Linked DNA regions of Sus scrofa: region 1 is linked to region 2. A link is a contact called in public Hi-C data. All regions are on one chromosome and are shown on one strand. The core of a region is the stretch at or near the end of the contact, and the rest is flanking DNA. Distances in the headings are between cores, read along the strand shown.

The links. Hi-C and Micro-C count contacts between places; a contact is called where the count stands out from the background.
Region 1: a Hi-C map of alveolar macrophages shows a contact between it and region 2, with 2.3 times the contacts expected there. The contact joins the promoter of RAPGEF6 here to the promoter of HINT1 in region 2. A contact is called at or near these places in 2 of 5 promoter capture datasets (fetal liver and liver) and 2 of 47 Hi-C or Micro-C datasets (alveolar macrophages and heart right ventricle).

Annotation. Positions count from the first base shown.
Region 1 is chr2:133,949,116-133,953,694 of Sscrofa11.1, reverse strand. RAPGEF6 (rap guanine nucleotide exchange factor 6) reads left to right here and starts at 2,276. Exons shown (of 30, transcript XM_021085403.1): 1 at 2,276-2,601. The coding sequence starts at 2,533.
Region 2 is chr2:133,473,506-133,478,006 of Sscrofa11.1, reverse strand. It overlaps HINT1 (histidine triad nucleotide-binding protein 1), which reads left to right and starts at 2,194. Exons shown (of 3, transcript XM_005661623.3): 1 at 2,194-2,715. The coding sequence starts at 2,605.

The sequences.
Region 1 (4,579 bases), core at 1,027-3,526, 480 kb before region 2:
CGAAGCCGACTAGTAACCATGAGGTTGTGGGTTCGATCCCTGGCCTTGCTCAGTGGGTTAGGATCCTGGGTTGCCATGAGCTGTGGTGTAGGTTGCAGACGTGGCTCAGATCTCAAGTTGTTGTGCTTGTGGTGAGGAGGTCAGCTGTAACTCTGATTGGACCCCTAGCCTGGGAATCTCCATATGCTGTGGGTGCGGCCTTAGAAAGCCAAAAAAAAAAATTATTTTGGAGATTCATTCATGTGCTGTTTAGCTGTATTCCATGAATACACAACGTTTTACCTATTCTGTAATTGATGTACATTTGGGTTATTTCCATTTTTGTGCTAATATGAAAATTGACCACTTTTGCTCATCTTTTCTGGGTATTCTTTAGGATTACATCAAGGAGTGGGCTTGCTGTCAGAAGGTTTAAGTTTCAGCTTTACTAGGTAACTTTTTTTTCTGTGTGGTTTCCCAATATACAGTTAACCAGCGGTTTGTGCGAGTTCCTGTTGCTCCACATCTTCATGAACACTTAAATGGTTTTCTAATGGGGAAAAAAATGGCATTAAAAAAATGCCAGACAAACCTATCCTATTCTTCACATTTGGTCACCATGCCTTTTTTTTTTTTTTTTTTTTTTTTTTTTTTGGCTTTTTAGGGACGCATGTGCAGCATATGGAAGTTTCCAGGCTAGGGGTCTAATCGCCACAGCAACGCAGGATCTGAGCCTCTTCTGAGACCTACAGCACAGCTCATGGCAAGGCAGGATCCTCAACGACTGAGCGAGGCCAGGGATCAAATTCACGGCCTCATGGATAGTAGTTGGGTTTGTTAACAGTTGAGCCACGATGGGAACTCCTGCTCATCATGCTTTAATTCCATTACCCTCTTTTCAAAACATTGATGTGGCTCTAGAAACATTCTTGGAAGAATGGAAGGGATAACCTTTGTGATGGTACACAGACCTTTGAGAAGCTGTTTATACCCACAAAAATGATGAAAATGGGTCATTGCAATTATTTGTGATTAGTTTCTTTCCAGAGTGGCTGAGCCATAAGTTCACTGGTATGGTTTTTGTGCTATATTCAAAAAAGAAAGGTGCTATTATGTTGTAAACTTCAAGTTTGAGCAAGCCGAATGAGCAGTGGAAAACAAAACCCCTTTTAACGTCAGCCATCATTACTAGGTCCCTGAAATGGTGAATGCTGCAGGCTGAATGCTCCTTTTCCCTTTTGTTGCTCTAAAATATAATTTTCTTACCATGTCATTTAAAAATTAATGTGAATAACGTCATAATCGTAAATCACTTTGAGTTATTCAGTGAACCATGCCAATTGTTGTGAGAAATACTAAGGAATACCTAGGTACAAGCTGAGGGAGCTTAAAATTAATTGGAAAGGACATGCCTATGTGGCTCCAAAGTAGGTAATTGCGTTACTACTGCGGCCCATCTGTACAGTAACGAGATGGGAGAGAAATGGACTATTTTAGAACGATGGAAGCACTCTGCAGGTGCCTGACTGCTCCGGAGAGTGGCCTAGACGTTCTTCTTACCAACGGACTAATAAATGGAAATTTGCTTTATTTGGTGTGTGGGGAAACCGACTATTATGTTAAAAGCAGTGGGAAAGCGGTCACTCCTGAGTCAGGCAACCCTAGGCCCACTGCTTGAGAAAGGGTTTTGGCGAGGAAAGAGGGCTGTCCTTGGCATTGGTTAAACGAACGCAGCGCAGACTGGCTTCGCGAACGAGCAGTAACTCTAAGCGGGCTCCCCACCCCTGCTCAAAGCCGCGAAGCTTCGATTCCTCTACTCTCATGTCAGGGCGTCCGTCTTAGACACGCAGGGACTTCTCAGTGGGTCCCTTCCACAAGAGTCATTTTATTAGAACACACATAGGTAAGAGCGTTATGAACTTCGTTGTTTACAACGGCAGCTTCCACTTCCGCACATCCTCCAAGGCAGAGGTCTCGGAGCGGCAGGGTAAGAGCTCTGCCCTTTGGCCACGCCTCGAACTTCCGGCTTTTGGCACAGAAAGAACTCCCGGCCCAGCTACCCCAAGGTTCCGCCCCCAACTCGCTATTTTCGCTTAGTCCCTCATAGCGCGTTTCCGGTCCCTCCACCGGAAGCTGGAGCAGCCGAAACCGCAACTCTGAGACGGACCCCGTGACCTGCTTCAGTGAGCTCTCGCGACGTGTTTTCAAATCTCACGAAGAAGGGTTGGAAGAAGCTAAACTGCCCCGCCCCAGTTTTTACGTCATCGCGGAGTCACGCCCTTAGGCGCTCGTTTGCGCGCTCGCGCGTGCTGCGCGTGCGCACTCTTCTGCCCTCCGCCCCCGCGCGGGCTTCCCTCTGACCAGTCGCGCGTGGGCTGAGGCCCTGGGCGGGCGTTGCGAAGGCTTGTTTGCCAAAGCGCAGTCGCCGCCGCAGTCTGAAGTTTCCTTCTTTGGGGGAAGCGGGGGAGGGTGTAGACCCCCCCACTAGGGTGAATGGGCTGTCGCGTGGGCTGCTAAGGGCAGCCTGGGGAGCACGGTGCCGGGGCCGTGACCATGAACTCGCCCGTGGACCCCGGCGCTAGGCAGGCGCTGAAGAAGAAGCCGCCCGAGCGGACGCCCGAGGTAAGGCCAGTCGACCCGGCGCGCTTCCCGCTGTCCGAGGAACAGCATCCCTCTGTCGGTCCGAGACCTGTGGCGACTGTCCCCTTGGCAGAGCCTCGCACCTGCTACCCTGGTATCTGTTCTCTGGGTCCCCGGACCTGGTCCGGGCCCTTCTCGCGGGCGGGGAAACCACCGTCTTTCCTGCTCGCCGTGCCGCCTTCCCCGCACAGCCGTCCTTGCCGGTGACTTCCTAGTGTTTTCGACAAGAAAGCAGCATTACTAAATCGTATTTTCTCAGGTTTTAATATGAGTCTCCGAGTGAGATTGTTCCGTAGACTGTGAAAAAGCGAGGTGGAAATTGTAGGTGAACTGTAACAGCCATGTTATTAAGAAACAACTTCTCAAAGGTCCTTGAAATACTATTCACTTGCCTAAAGAACGATAAAGTTTTCAAGGTCAGCTTAAAACTTTACATCCAGTCAGAGGCTGAATTCTGGTGGAGAATTATGCCTATTTAAAGATTAGTTGAGGTGGTTTTTCAAATTATGTCATTGGGAAATTTTACAGTATTTTGTGCTTGTATGCGAAACTTCTGTATTGGGTTAGCAGTAATGGCATTAAGCTTAAATGATTTTCATTTGACCTGAAGGCTAGTTTTCAGGTACATAACTAAAACCTGTTAACCTTGCCCATCCCTGTATAGAGTGCTTAGATTTTGTGGGAAGGTTCTCCTTGATGTGGAGAAGTTTCCATAATAAGCGGTATGTTTCCTAAACCCCCAAACAAAAAAACAACAATGTGAATGAATTGTTGGATTGTCTTGTGTGTAATTGCAATACATGAAATGAAGTGCTTTGGTTAGTTTTTCCTAAGTCACCTTTGAGTTTTTTTAGATTTAAATGGTTTGCATAGTATGTCTCAGTAATTTTGGCTCACCTTTTGCGACATGACTTATTCAACTTATTCAAGCTGTAATTATGGGAGCTCTTGAACTTTGCAAAGAAACAAAGCAAATTCTATCACTTTCTACAGTCTTTTTTTTTTTTTTTTTTTTTTGGTCTTTTTAGGCCCGCACCCGCAGCATATAGAGGTTCCCAGGTTAGGGGTTGAATTGGAGCTGTAGTTGTCGGCCTACAACCACAGCCACAGCAACGCCAGATCCAAGCCACATCCGTGACCTACACCACAGCTCATGACAACACCGGATCCTTAACCCACTGAGTGAGGCCGGGGATCTAACCCTCAACCTCATGGTTCCTAGTTGGATTCTTTTCCCCTGCTCCATGATGGGAACTCCCACAGTCCTATTTTTGAGACTTTCATTTATAATCCCAGGTGTCTTAATTTACCTATGGTAATTCTTGACGTCATTGTGGGTTAAGTGAAAGCACTCACTTTGAACAGGTGAATCTGCCTTCGTTCTTATATCATTAGAAAGTATCTTACAAGGCTTACAGTATAAAATGGAGATCTTGCTTATAGATGTTACTTATGATAAATTCATATTTAAAAATTTTTTTTTATTTTTATTTTTTTGGCTTTTTAGGGCTGCACCCGTGGCGTAGGGAAATTCCCAGGCTAGGGGTCGATTTGGAGTTACATCTCCCAGCCTACGACACAGCCACAGCAACGCAGGATCCTTAACCCATTGAGCAAGGCCAGGGATCGAATCCGTATCCTCGTGGATACTAATCAGGTTTATTACTGCTGAGCCAGGACAGGAACTCCGATAAATTTGCATTTTAATGGGAAAATCCTACTTCTCTTTAATAACAGAGTTACTTTGTTTGAAAGTGCCTATTTTCATGCTTAGAAAATTTTCTAAACTGTTCGCAAAGCTATGTTGGCCAGTGTGTGCTGTATTGAGTACTTTATCTTGTTTTACTGGAACAGCAGCATTGTTTAAGGCAATACTAAACAACTGCCCACAGCACACAGACTAGAACTCTGACATCTAGCAGTATAAAGTGTTAACTGCTTGCTTCTTTGGCAGTGCTTT
Region 2 (4,501 bases), core at 945-3,444:
CTAGAAGTCAGAAAAGGGAAGGGAATCATTCTCCCCTAGATCCTCTGGAAGGAATGCATCCCTGCCAACACCATGATTTTAGCCAGGTGAAATGCAATTTAAACTTCTGACCTCCAGAACGCCACCTGCAAGTGGCCCCTTCCGTCTTCAAAGCCAACAGTGGAGCATCTTCAATTTTTGACTTTCACTTCTGCTTCCATCATATCTCTTTGTCTGGGTCTCACTCTGCTGTATTCCTCTTTCACTTAAAGGGGCTTCTGTAATTACATCGGGCCCACCAGGATAACTGAGGAATCTCCCCATCTGAAGTCCCTTAACTTAATCATACCTGCCCATCCCTTTACCATGTAAAGTAACATATTCACAGGTTCCAGAGATTAGGACCTGGGAATCTTCTGCCTTCCATACCCAGCTTGGGTGAAGCTGGTCAATAAGGATGAAATGGAAGGAAATGCAGCCATGGAACTGAACATTCATGAGCCCTAAAAGCCATGGCAAGGATTTTACATTGAATTCTGTGATAAAATCCCTACCAGCATGAGTGAAATTATGATTTGTACTTTATAAAAATAATTTTGGGTGCTGTATGGCAAACTGACTATAGTGGAAGCAGATAAGCAAACTGGGAGGCTTTTGAAGTACACTAGGTGAGATATGATAGTGACTTGGATTAGGGTGGTATGAGTAGAGGAGGTGAAAAGGGATTAGATTCATATGTGCTAAAAATCCACGAAAAGAGGTAAGGATGATTTCAAGGCTTTTGCCTTGGCAATTTGGTGCATAGTATTATAGTTGATGTTGTATGCTGCAGGAAGAGGCTGATTGTTGTGGAAGAAGTAAAAATAAATTTGAAGTGCCTGGTAGATATCCCACTGAAGGTAGTAAGTAGGCAGAAACATGTATCATACACCAATCTGGAATTAAGGGGAGAGGCAGGTTGGGAGATAAATACTGGAGAGTCCTCGATCTGCAGATGATAAAGCCTCTGACTTAGCGAAAAATGACCATATTATTTATTGCCCAAACCGATACATATTCTTTTCAATTTTTAATTTTGACAATTTCAGGCTTACAGAAAAGTTGCAAGAATAACTGAATTTGCATACACCGTTCACTCAGTTTCCCCTAATGTTAAAATTTTTATTACAGTTGCTTTATCCTTTTTTACTGCTCTGCTTTTTTCTATGTTGACATTTTGGGGGGGAATCTCTTCACTGTGTGAAAGTGAATTGCAGATATGATACTTCTCTACTCATATATTATTCAGTGGGTTTATTCCTACAAAAATGACAATCCTTTTACATCAGTGGTTCTCAAAGCACAGTTCCTGGGCTAGCAGCAGCTGTATCACCTGGAAACTGTTAGAGACCTAAAATATAGGGCCTCACCCTAGATCAACTGATTTTGATAATTTTCCTGTGGGTATATTGGGGAAGTTAACATCTTTCGAAACTATTTCCCAATTTGTAAGCATTATTTATATTTCACCAATTGCCCTGGTGAATGTCTTTGATACAAAAAGTACCAAATGGGACACAGTTTTGTGATTAAAGGGGGCCTCTATGAAGAAAAAGTGGTGAAAGTATACTTTTTCATAATAAGGACACTTGGGGATTAACTGTTAGAGAGCCAAGAATGGAATTCATTAGGAGCTCTGGAATAGAAGGCTCACTCTGAAGGAGAAACAGCATCCAGAGAGGAAGGAGAGTGAAGGACTACTGCTGAAAAGAGGGAATGGTCAACAGTAATAAATGCTACCAAGAGGCTGAGTGGAATCGCCTAAAGAATTTTGTAAGTGAAGGTCTTTAGTGACATTGACAAGAGACAAATGGCTTCAAAAAAGGAAGATAAAGTGGACACAATATACAAAAATTATTTTTAAAAGAAGCAAAGCTACGGAGGGGGATATAGGGTTAAAGATTTTGTTCCTTTTAGGTGGGGCCTCTTACATTATGTCGATTACTGGTGGGAAATATTCTTTGCAGAACAGTCAAGGACGTTTACTAACAATGCCTGGGGCTCACCCCCAGAGTCTGATTTAACTGATCTGGGGTGTGGCCAAGTTCAGGTGATTTTTTTTTTTTTTACTTGATTCCCAAATGATGTGGACATGCAGTCAAGGCTGTGAACCACGGCTAGAGGAAAAAAAAAAAAAAAAAAAAAATTGACGCGGGAGGGCGTACCTCCTAGTCAAGACCTATGCACCTGAGGAATGAAGTATCATGGTGTCCCCGCCAGCAAAAACGGCCAGCACTGCTTGAGTTATCAAATCTTTTCAGTTACACTACCCAATTTTTCCTACAAGCGTCCATACGGCAAGTGCAGAGCTTACAGCAGTAACTCCACTCTCCGAGAGACAAGAAAGGAAGGAGGAAAAACGGCCTCGCCGCGGCCCCCGGGAGCCTTGGCTACGGAACCTCCCCGTCGCCGCCTCGCCCCACGGTGGCCCTAAGGCTCCGGCACCGCCGCCGCACCCCAGCGCGGGTCAGCAGTGCGCACGCGCAGGAGGTGCTGGGGCGTTTGCTCTCCCGCCCTCTGCGGGAACCGCCGGCTCCTCCCTCCTCGGACCTTCTCCCCGACCGGCAGCGCGGGAGGGAGGCCGAGATGGCAGATGAGATCGCCAAGGCTCAGGCCGCCCGGCCTGGTGGCGATACGATCTTCGGGAAGATCATTCGCAAGGAAATCCCAGCCAAAATCATTTATGAGGATGACCAGGTAGGCACCCGGCGCTGCCTTGCTCGTGGGCTGAGGCGAGACAGGCGCCCGTGGACACGCGGGTTTCCTCCGAGGGAAAAGAAGGGAAGGGTCGGGGGCGCCACGGAGAAGGGAAGGCACCCGGCTGCCTCGCGCGGCCTGGGCCGCGGGCCCCCAGCCAGCGGGCAGGGCCCGGTGGCTCCTAGGCGGCCGGCCGGCGCGTGCCGGCGCTCCGGTTACGCGTTATCAGCCCCGGGCGCGGGCCGGGCCGCCGGCACCCGCGGGCCCACATGGCGGGGTCTGGGCGCGTGCGGGGGGCGCGCGCGGGGTCCTCCGCGTGGGCGCCAGCCAGCTCCCCCTGGGCCTCGGACCTCGCCTGTGTCAGGAATCTGACAATCTCGCCCGCGCTCTGCCTGACAGGGAGAAACCCGATCGCTCCTTGACTCGGGCCCAATCTCCGCGATCTCCCGCGCACAGCCGGCCTGCCCAGCTCTCCCGGGCGCCGCTCCGCGGCTCTGCGCTAGGCGGCCTGGGCGCCAGGCCTGGGGGCTGCGGAGGGCGCGGACGAGCTGGGCCTGGGCGAGGGCTGGCCAGCGCCCTCCCACCCCCGACCCGCCGCGGACTCCGGAGGCGACAGTGGGCCTGCAACTGGGATTTGCTTTCCTTTGGCCCCTCCCTGGAAGAATGGCTCCTTTTATGGTTTACAGGAAGCGGTTTTATGCCAAGAGATTGAAGATAGAGTTTTTGTTGACCTGGCTGTAGGTGAAATTGTTTTAGAAAGGACGAGTTGATTTGACCTGGAGACATCTTGTATAAAATTTTTAGTGAGCGATAATAACGGGTTTGAATCTCAGATAAAGCAGGACAGGAGGTAGGCTGATTTAGATAGAAGTTTTGTAAACTATTTAATACATTTATGAAATATGGAATATAAGGAAACATGTTACTAGCAGTGTCCTTAGAGTCAGAACATCTAAGATTTAATGCCTCGAGGTAAATTTACTCAAATACCTTTATTTGTCAGGAAAATTCTATTTTAGAAAATGTGTATTTCTTTTAAAGTATTTTCAGCTGCTTTTAGTAAATGATTGTTGAAATATTGACTTTTGAACGATGAAGTCCCAACAGTATAACAGCATGAAGCCATCTAAATGATACAGCATTTTGTACGGAGTACCAGGTAGAATGACTCCTGAGACAGTTAAGCAAAGATAGCAGCTTCCACCTTCACTAGATTTAAAACCATTCAAGTGGTATGTAATTTGTCTAAATGTTACTTATCTTCTTCATTTCTACAAAAGAAAATATCTCTTAAATAGCTGAGTAAAGTGGGAAGAAGTCAGTGTTAGTCTAATATCAGGCACATTTGTAATTACGAAACTTATCACTGCCATAAAGAAAAAAAAAAGGAAATCGAATAACCAGGGCCCTGACCTGCATCTGATTTCCTTTAGGAGTTGCCTGGTGGTGCAGTGGGTTGGGCATCTGGCATTGTCACTGCTATGGCTCAGGTTGCAGCTATGGCACGGGTTCCATCCCTCACCCTAAGCACGGCAAAAAAAAAAAAAAAAAACCCAACCAAACAACACAAGATTTCCTTTAGAAATGTTATATATATACTGGCAGTTGAGTGAATAGTGTAGACAATAGTTAGGGTTGGGAGGAAAGAGCATCCTGGCAATGGAGGGAAAAGCAAATGTAAAAGCCCTGACATTGGAGAGAGGTGGGCAGTGTGATTTGAGTGGGAAGAGTTGCTTGCGATCAGACTGGAAAGGTAGAGAAGGATTAGCATGCCTAATTTCTGCCC